Regions from separate parts of the Rattus norvegicus genome. Here region 2 is linked to region 1. A link is a contact called in public HiChIP or PLAC-seq data. All regions are on one chromosome and are shown on one strand. Each heading gives the region's core, a stretch centred on a gene start, on an enhancer-like site or on the middle of the called end of the contact. The rest is flanking DNA. Distances are from core to core; before and after follow the strand shown.

The links. HiChIP or PLAC-seq counts read pairs in DNA pulled down with a chosen protein or histone mark.
Region 2: a contact with region 1 is called in an H3K27ac HiChIP or PLAC-seq map of oligodendrocytes, with 17 times the contacts expected there. The contact joins the promoter of Smim11 here to the promoter of Atp5po in region 1. A contact is called at or near these places in 1 of 12 Hi-C or Micro-C datasets (prefrontal cortex) and 1 of 1 datasets of contacts at active chromatin or transcription factors (oligodendrocytes).

The regions. Positions count from the first base shown.
Region 1 is chr11:44,655,598-44,660,098 of GRCr8, forward strand. Atp5po (ATP synthase peripheral stalk subunit OSCP) reads right to left here and starts at 1,886. Exons shown (of 7, transcript NM_138883.1): 1 at 1,847-1,886; 2 at 720-770. The coding sequence starts at 1,882.
Region 2 is chr11:45,017,096-45,021,596 of GRCr8, forward strand. It overlaps Smim11 (small integral membrane protein 11), which reads left to right and starts at 2,174. Exons shown (of 4, transcript NM_001131000.1): 1 at 2,174-2,201.

The DNA of each region.
Region 1 (4,501 bases), core at 636-3,135:
ATTCCGTAAGAGGGTGGAGCTGCCTGCATGGGGGTCAGTCAGACTCCTGGTTTAAAAAGAAAAGGGGTGTTGGGGATTTAGCTCAGTGGTAGAGCGCTTGGCCCTGGGTTCGGTCCCCAGCTCCGAAAAAAAAAAAGAAAAAAAAAAAAAAAAAGAAAAAAAAGAAAGAGGCCAGCAGACCTCTGCAATGCTCAGTCAGACTGTTGTTGGTGCCTGGAACAGTACCTGTCAGTGTTGACTCTACTTGAGGGAAAAAAGGTGCAGACTGCAGGCATACCTCACTGCTGCCAGAGTCAAGAGGCAACACAGAGTATCGACTATGTTAGAATCTGGGTACTTTACTTTCTTTTGTTACAAATAGCTCCTTCATAAAAAGAGAAGGAAAGGCTAGCTTGTCTATGGAGGAATACTAGAAAAAACAATTTAAGATTCTTTTATACATACCCTGTGTGTGTGTTGTCATCACCAGCCTTTACCGACTGAGCCCTCTTGCTGGCCCAAACAAGTACATTTTAGAACATTAAAGACTAGGGTTGAGCCCACCCTATGTGACAGGCACCTGACAGCATCCCCTGCATCCCAGGCAGTCGTTTGAGAACTGCTATCCTTGCAGACCAAGTTTAGTAATCGCACACACACTTCACGGTGTTTCTGTTCAACTCACTCCCTCACTGCTTTCCAACCACCCCCCCCCCACAGACAAATGCAAGCTGACATACCCTTACAAGCTTCGAAAAGGGCCTGACCACAGATGTGCTGAAACTCCGCACCTTTAGAACAGAAGAAAATAGATGAGACAGGGTTTCTGCATTAGCTTAGCAATAGGTTAAAATATTCCAATCAAAGAGCTGCATAATTCTTTTACATTATCGTCACAAAGCTTACATGACTGGGAACTGCTCCTTATTACCTATACATTCCCTATTGAGAGTCACCCCAAACTGCTTCAGAAACTGTCTTTCAACTGCCTTCCTCCCTGGGTAGTTGAGAAAGAAAATGCTAGCTTCTCAAAATTGAATTTAAAAAAAAAAAAAAAAAAGTCAAGAGCTTTATCACATTTGAGGAAAATGCTTTAGCAAAGTGGAGGATTTATATTTCTATCACCTTTGGGAAAAACTTTAATGAACATAAGAGGAGGCCAGCCTTGATTCGAGTAAACCTATGTGCTAAGGAATTGAAGTGATATCAAACACCAAAGATCTTTTCATATAGCACCAGGCACTGAGTCTGTCACTGGAGAAGCCTGGAATGCCATTTAAAAAGCACCTCTCAAGGGCACAGGTCACTGTCTATACTCCCATCTCTAGGGTGTACTCGACTAGAACTGGCTATGAGGGTTAAAAAGCTTTCTCAGGCCTTGATAAAAATTATGAATTAAGTACAAATTAAAATCATCAGGGCAGATGATCCACCCAATTCCAGTTTCTGCTGGACTTGGCCCGTTGCAATCTCACCACTTACTGGCTGCCAGCCAAAGAAGAGGTTTAACCCTTTCTTCCTTCTTTATAAACACATGGAATGCGCTTTACGAACACTCAATACTGCCAAGCAGCAGCTAGCCCTGGCAGGTTTACGAACAAGGCTAGACGTGTGCTTTCCCCAATTCTCTCTCCCATGCTTTTGCCAGCTGCTCAGCTATGCATCGACTCTTGGATGTCAAGGTCAAGATAGCGCAATTCGTGCCCACTCCCCACGGGGGAAAAAACGCGAATCAGCCCCACGCTTCCTGAAATGGCCGGGCCCCACGACCCTGGTGGGCGGCTTGACCCCTCAGCCACAGCCTCACACGCAGCGCTGGGAGTCGGGGACCGGGAACCCCAGGAGGGACCCTCCCGTCAGCTTCTACCTGTCGGGACAGCACGGATGTTGCTGGTGCGGCCATCTTTTCCCGGGCAGCTGTAGGTCAAACCCAAGTAAGAGACTAGTGATGCCAGAGCGCATGCGCGCGTCGGCGTGATCGCTCGGTTTTCTGGGAAATGAACGCACCAGGAGCCGGGGCGTGTGGGTAAGAACCTCTTGCACGCTGGGAGTTGTAGTCCATAGGTGCCGTGGTCCCGCTAGACTCTTGAACCCGAACAAGATCGGAAAATTAAATCTGAAACTAGGTTTACATTTAGATTCTTTGCATATGCATCGTCAACATCTCTGCCATGTCTAGAACCTGTCAAAGTGTGGTTCTGTGACAATGCTTCAGGCTTTACTTAAAACAAAAAAACCACAAGCGAATCTCCCAGGGGATAACGTCTTGCTTGGCTCTTCTGGCCTGATAGTTTTCCCTTTCCTTCTCAGTCTTATCATAGCCCTGACTTGTTAGATTTTGACTCTGTGTGCATTTCAGGACAGAGTTAATCCAGAACTAGAATCAGGGTTTAATCAAAGATGATGTAGAAAGTTAAAAACCCAGCACACCTTGGCCGGTTTTTCTATATTCATTTTCAACACACACACTCTTTTCCGCAATTAAAAAAAAAAGGTCAACATCCGACGACAAGGTTCCCGGTTGTAACGCGGTGTTCTGTGCTAAATTTAAAAGAAAAAAACAAAACAAAACAAAAACCCCCCTCTGCTTAGATGTAGTATAGGAATACATTTTAGTTGATTGGTCATTTTTAATATATATGTATGTATGCCTATGTATAATCATCATCATCATCACCATCACTGTCATCAGGAGAAAAGTAGGAGAATACACCCCCTTCTTTTCAACCACCCTGAGTCTTGTGCTGTTAACACAGTTGGGAATTGTTTACCCAAATATTTTTAGTCGGCAGACTGCCCAGGCTTGAATCTTTAGAGTTTTGTGACCTCGGCCTCTAAGCACACAATTTCCCTGTGCCTCAGTTTTCTGAGCTATAAAATCGTTATTCATAGTATTGTAGACCATTGCCTTACACTGTGTTGGGAAAATTAACATATTTTGGGTGCATAGAGCAGTTGACAGTTCTTTATTTTGTGTTTGTGCTTTTTATACATGCAGATATATATAATTTAGCAAAATATATAATTTTGCTTTTTACCTTAATATGAGGGAAGATGGATAGAAAATTATATGGGTTGCAAATACATTCCTTTAAAAATGGTTTTATGTGTATGCGTGTTTTCCTTCATGTATTTATGTGCACCATGTGTGCCTGTTGCTTGAGAGTCCAGAAAAGGACTTTGTGTCCCTTGGAGCTGCAGTTAGAGATGGTTGTGAGGTGCCAGGGGACGTTTTTGGAACTGAGCACAGGTCCTTCACAGGAGCAGCCAGTGTCCTTAACTGCTGAGCTGTCTCTCCAACCTCAGGAATACATTTTGTATGAGCAAATGTCTAAGTTATGGCATTTTTATAAACGTGCACAGCTGCAGAGTAACATCCATGTTGATTCTATGACTTAACCATTCTACGACTTTTCAACAGAATTTGCGTGGTTTATATTATTTTGTTCATTTAAAAAATCCTACATATCTGGGTATCTTTAGATATACTTTAAAAAATATTTTGGATTATTTAAAAAGTAGAATTTAAAAGTTGAACAGATTGGCACATGAGCAGGAGCACATGGGCACAGGAAGTGAAGTTACTTCTCTCCAGCTTACACTCTGGCTAGTTGAGTGTGGATACTTCTGATTTGCTTGATTGCTGCAAAATACTTTAAATAAGCCTAAGGAAAAGTGTATTCAGCACTGAGCACATCTGATTGAACTACTCGAGTGTAGACAGATGTTTTATATCCCAAGATTCAATAAGGTATCAAAACAGAATCAACCTGTTTGCCTTCACAGGCTGTACTGGTTAGTTTGTGTCAACTTGACACAAAGTAGAGATGCGCCTGTCAATTAGACACAGACTTCAATCGAGACACTGCTTCTCCCAGATTGGCTTGTAGGCAAGTCTGCGGACTACTTTCTTGATTAATGATTGATGTGGGAGGGCCCAGCCTACTGGTGGCAGTATACCAATGGCAGGTGGCAAGGGCAGGTGGACCCTGCGTTGTATGTGAAAGCAGACTGAGCAAGCCATGGAGAGCAAGCCAGTAAGTAAGCAGTGCATGTTTGCTTCAGTTACTACCGTCCTGTTCTGTTGACTCCCCTCTGGGATGAACTGTTGTCCCCGCCAGCGGGGGACCCAGTTATTCAGGGTCCCGAAGAGGCTTTCTACCTGTGGGCCAAAATGGGGGTGAAGAGAAGAAGGAGACCAAGCAAAAGTTCTGTTGTCAAGGTCTCGTTTATTGAGAGAAATGTACAGCATTTAAAGCTCTGAGGCAGGAATAGAAGCGGGAACTGAAGCTTAGGGTGGGGGAGTTTGGGAAGTGCCCAAGGATATAAGGTGAATCACTACACTGCAAGATATCCTCCTATAACAAAGAGGCAACAGTCTTCCGGGGACCTGTTCGAAAAGGTCGAACCCTTCTTAGGAATCTGCTCAGGGACATCCGGTGTTTTGCTCAGGCTGAAACATCCTGTCATTGCTCCCAGGGTCTTCCTGGGAGAGGCTCTTAGTTCAACAATCTCAAGTCTG
Region 2 (4,501 bases), core at 924-3,423, 360 kb after region 1:
TTATTTCATTGGCCTTCATATCCTAAGAGACTCGGATAAACATTAATATTTTTTTCTAACAGCTCACAGTGGTTATCCAGATGAACCTGGGCCAGGGGAGCCGACTGTTCAATCCAGCCAAAGTAGGCAGACAGGCTACTGAACCCTCTCCTAGAGCAGATTTTTACAATTACAAATGCTTTCTCTTTCCCTTTGAGGAATAATTCTTATATCTAAAAAGTGTCTCTTAGAAACACAAACACTGAGACCCTGCAAGAACAATTCTTCTACAAACATCTCTCTGAAATGCAGTCATTTAGACGGCTGGCCATGCCCCTTGCAGGTCTAAGTCATGTACAGGGAGTTTTTTTTCCCCTTCAGAACACAACACAAAACACAGCCTCCTTCCCAGTGTTTGTAAATTTACCAAGGTCTGGCATGGGTTGGCCTAAACCTCCAAAAAAAAAAAAAAAGAAATTTTTTTGTATTTCCTTTTTATCATTTGTGAGATGTTATAATTATAGTGTGTCCTTTAGAGGCCTCGTAGAATTAAACTGTAAGCCAAACGCTCACTGGCTCATCTGTTAGCCAGGAAAACGTATCGGTGGCTAAATCCAGGCTTTCATTACGTGTACTTTGTCATCACTGGAAAACATATTTACAACATAAACATTAATCGGTCAACTTTATTAAGTATATTTATGACATGAACATCAATCAGTCAGTTTTATTTAGGGGGAACAAGAGAAATGCTACATCTTTAGGTGGTAGTTAATACGGTCACCTTCACAGGATCTAGACTCAGATAACAGACAAGCCTCTGGGGACATCTGTGGGGAATATAGACTGCTATAATGAGGGGGTAAACATACTCTACATGGACTCCACCATTCCCTGGTTTGGGATCCTGGATGGAACCTAAAGGAGAAGGCCAAGCAAGTACAAGCCTCGAGCACTCTCCTCCTGGCTGTGGACCCTACTTTAGCTAGCCTAGACAAGCCCTTACTTCCCTAAGATGCTCTGTCAAGTCTCTTGTTGGGTTAACAGCAGGTAACTAACACGTTGGACAGGTATCCAGTTGTTGATTCATTTACCCCAGCTCCCCCTCCAGTATCAACTTAGACCAAAGTGAGGCTTTCCGAACGAAAACGCCAAGTCAAACAGCTGGGGTTTTTTCTCTCCATGTCTCCTTTAGAGTCTTTCTGCTTAGCCTGCTGGTTCCACACGCCTGAGTCTTAAATAAAGTGCAAATTCAAAGCTATCTCAAAAGGAACAGGCGATAGGGGCTGATCTGATCCTAGTCTCACAACCTATGGTGAGCCCCATGTCTGGCGCATGCTGGACTAAACCTCTGGGGGGTAACCCATTCTTTGCGTTTCTGTTTCATCATTTATGAAATATTATAATTATAGCGTGTCCTTTATATGCCTCGTAGAATTAAATTAAATGAAAAGTCTCAAGTGATATTCTCTTGATGGCACAACCAGGTCTGTGAAGCCCTCTGCAAGCTAACATTTTCTACTTCATCTCCACAAAGAGGCATAATGAGATCTGAAGGTAGATTTCTTGGGTTCAAGTATCCACCCTGCCATTAGTGTCAGCATTGGGCATCAGTTCCCCACTCCACAAAAGAGGGAGTTGAGGTGGAGAGCTCGGTGAGAACTTTCCATCTCCACAGCCATCTTGTACAGGGCTGCTGTCTGCCCTCCCTACCCGGCACGCTTTCGGGGTTCACTGGTTAGAAATGAAACTGGGAACCTAATGCCAGGGCATCCTTCAGTTATCCCAACAGGGACGCATTCATATTGTCCCCGCGGAGGAATGCTAAATCTAAAAAAACAAAACGACAAAAAACCTGGGTCCTCTTGTCTTCAGCTTTAGAGAACAGGAGTCAACAAACAATGCACTTGAACAATGGGTCTCAGGTCGCACCCCACCTGCTGCGGACCACCCTCAGGGGTCCCATTTGGATTTCTTCAATATCCTCAGATCCCTGAGCAACTGGCCTGGCGCCCACAGCGCCTGCGCTTGGAGCAACACCGTCTTTGCCCTCAGCGCCTCTGCAGCCACCCTGGAGCCACTGCGCCTGCGTATCAAACGGTGCCCTTCATCATGGCGCTTCCTTTCCGAGCGGTGCATTTCGGGACATGTAGTTTTCACGACCAGATTGTGGGAGTCGTGGTTTGTGAGCACCAAACGAGGAGGCCCCGCCGCATTGAATTGTAAGTGTGTGATTGAATCTTTGGGGCGCTGGGGGTCCCTCGGTCACCTCGCGTTCGTGCTTCTCCCTGGATGACACTTGCTGGTTACGGCCACACAGAGCATGGGAACCTTAATAGTCTGGTCCCGTTGTTTTGGGGACGCAGGGAGGGAGCAATGATAACTCCTGGCCTTCTTCCTCTCCCCTTAGTGGAGCGCATGCGTGGGGGCGAGAACCTGGCTGGGCACTTAAAGTACCCAGGGATAGCAAAGCCCTGTTTGATCTGTGGGGCCCCAGATCGCACAGGTGCTAGAGTTGCTCAAATGAGGTGTGCCGTTCCAGCTAATAGGGAGGTGCACCATAATTCACGGGCTCTCCAAAGTTTTAAAATTTGGAGTCTGGCCACCCGGATAAGGTGGGTCTAGCTAGATTTCTTGAAAACCAAGGCCTGTGCTGAGCGGGCTAAGTGAGGTCCAGGCATCAGGGGAGAGCTGAACCTACCGATGCTTTAAATGGTTGGCTGAGGAACTGGAGTGAAAGGGGTAGAGACTGGGAGTGAAAACAGCTTCAGGCAGTTCACACAAGCTGCTCAGGTGATGAGCGGTTGGAGTGAGTGGGTAATATGCTGAGATTGGTGGACCCACGTCTTGGTTAGCCCCGCCAGGTAGCTTGTAAGCAGAATATTGGCCATGTTGCTTTCATTGGTGTAATCAGAATGGATGAATACCTTCTTTGTTTCTAGAATAAAACCTGGCAAGATACCTTGCAATAAAGATCAAACCTACTAGCAGTTGTATCGTCTAAGCCCTTTTGCTACCGTGAAGAATTAGGCCTGAATGGCTTTTCTTATATTTTAATGGCCTCCAGCTGTCCTCACCCTGCTGTCTTTGACTCACTCTCTGCTGTCAGCTGCTGCTTGTTTCTGAATGGCACCAGTAGTCCGTGATTTGGAGCAGACAGCTCACTGAGAAGTTTAGCTTTCTTGGTCATCCGATTTGCAGAAAGCTTACAAGGTGCCTTGAAGTCATCTACTTTGGTTTGTGTAGTTTATTTTAAAGCGGTGGGTGACAATGATGGAGGATGATCTGGGTCTCTTCTCCTCACCCCACCCACTCCACTACCATTACAGAGTTAGTTCCTTGTGCTTTTACCACACACCCCCCACTCCCGGTTTTTATTCTCTTTCTCCTTCTTTGGCACAATTAGGTGAATCTGAGATTGGCCACAAATTCACTCTTTCTCTGTACCTTGGTGACCTTGAACTCCCGTCCCTTGACCTCCACCCCCCAAGTGCTAGGATTACAGGCCTGCACCAAGCTTGTTTGTGAGTTACTTGGGTTGAACCCAGAGCTTTGAGTTAGCACTCTGAGCCACACCCTCAGCCCTGTTTCTCTCTTTGAGACCTTACCTTTTTTTTTTTTTATTCATTTATTATATATAAGTACACTGTAGCTAAGTACACTGTAGCTGTCTTCAGACACACCAAAAGAGGGCATCAGATCCCATTACAGATGGTTGTGAGCCACCATGTGGTTGCTGGGGTTTGAACTCAGGACCTCTGGAACAGCAGTCAGGACTCTTAACCACTGAGCCATCTCTCCAGCCCGAGACCTTACCTTTTAACCCTCTACTTGCTAGTCTTTTTGACATCAGGTTCTGTGACATCAGAGAGAGGGAAGAGTTGTAAATTCCAGAGTGGGTGACTTACTCTTTGGACCCTGATATTCCAAGAGCACTTTGACTCAGGAGGCTAATGGCTTTCCCAGGTCACATACCTGTCCCTTACTGCCACCCGGAATAGAGTCCTGGCCTCCTCCTCCTTGCCCTTAGTCTTTATCCCATGCCTGGCGCCTTGTACTGACTGCATCCTGCCCCATCGCTGTTCATTATCTGGTAGGACCATTAGGAAAGGAGAGACATTTTCAAGACAGTAATGCTTTCTGTGTGTTACTCATGCTTCTTCGTGATTACTGGCCAACTCCTGAAGGAGAATTTACTAATGAAGGAGTCTTTGAGAGGCCAAGGTCACACTGCTGCTGAGCGTAATGGGTTTACCAGATCTCCAGACCCCTGGGTATTTTCTTCCATTTATTTCCTCTTGTAAGCACCTTGGGCCCGTTTGTTTTCCTTGACCTTGGGAGTCAACGTCCCGTGCGTATCAATTCATACAGGTGACTTGTGGGCAACAGTTAAATCATCTACCATATCACATGTACACAACTTAATTAAGAAAGAATTATGAAAATAAAATGGAAACGATTATTTTGTTTTAACATACAGAACGGCTAATCCCTAAGATTACTAGACGTTCAAAGTGTAAAT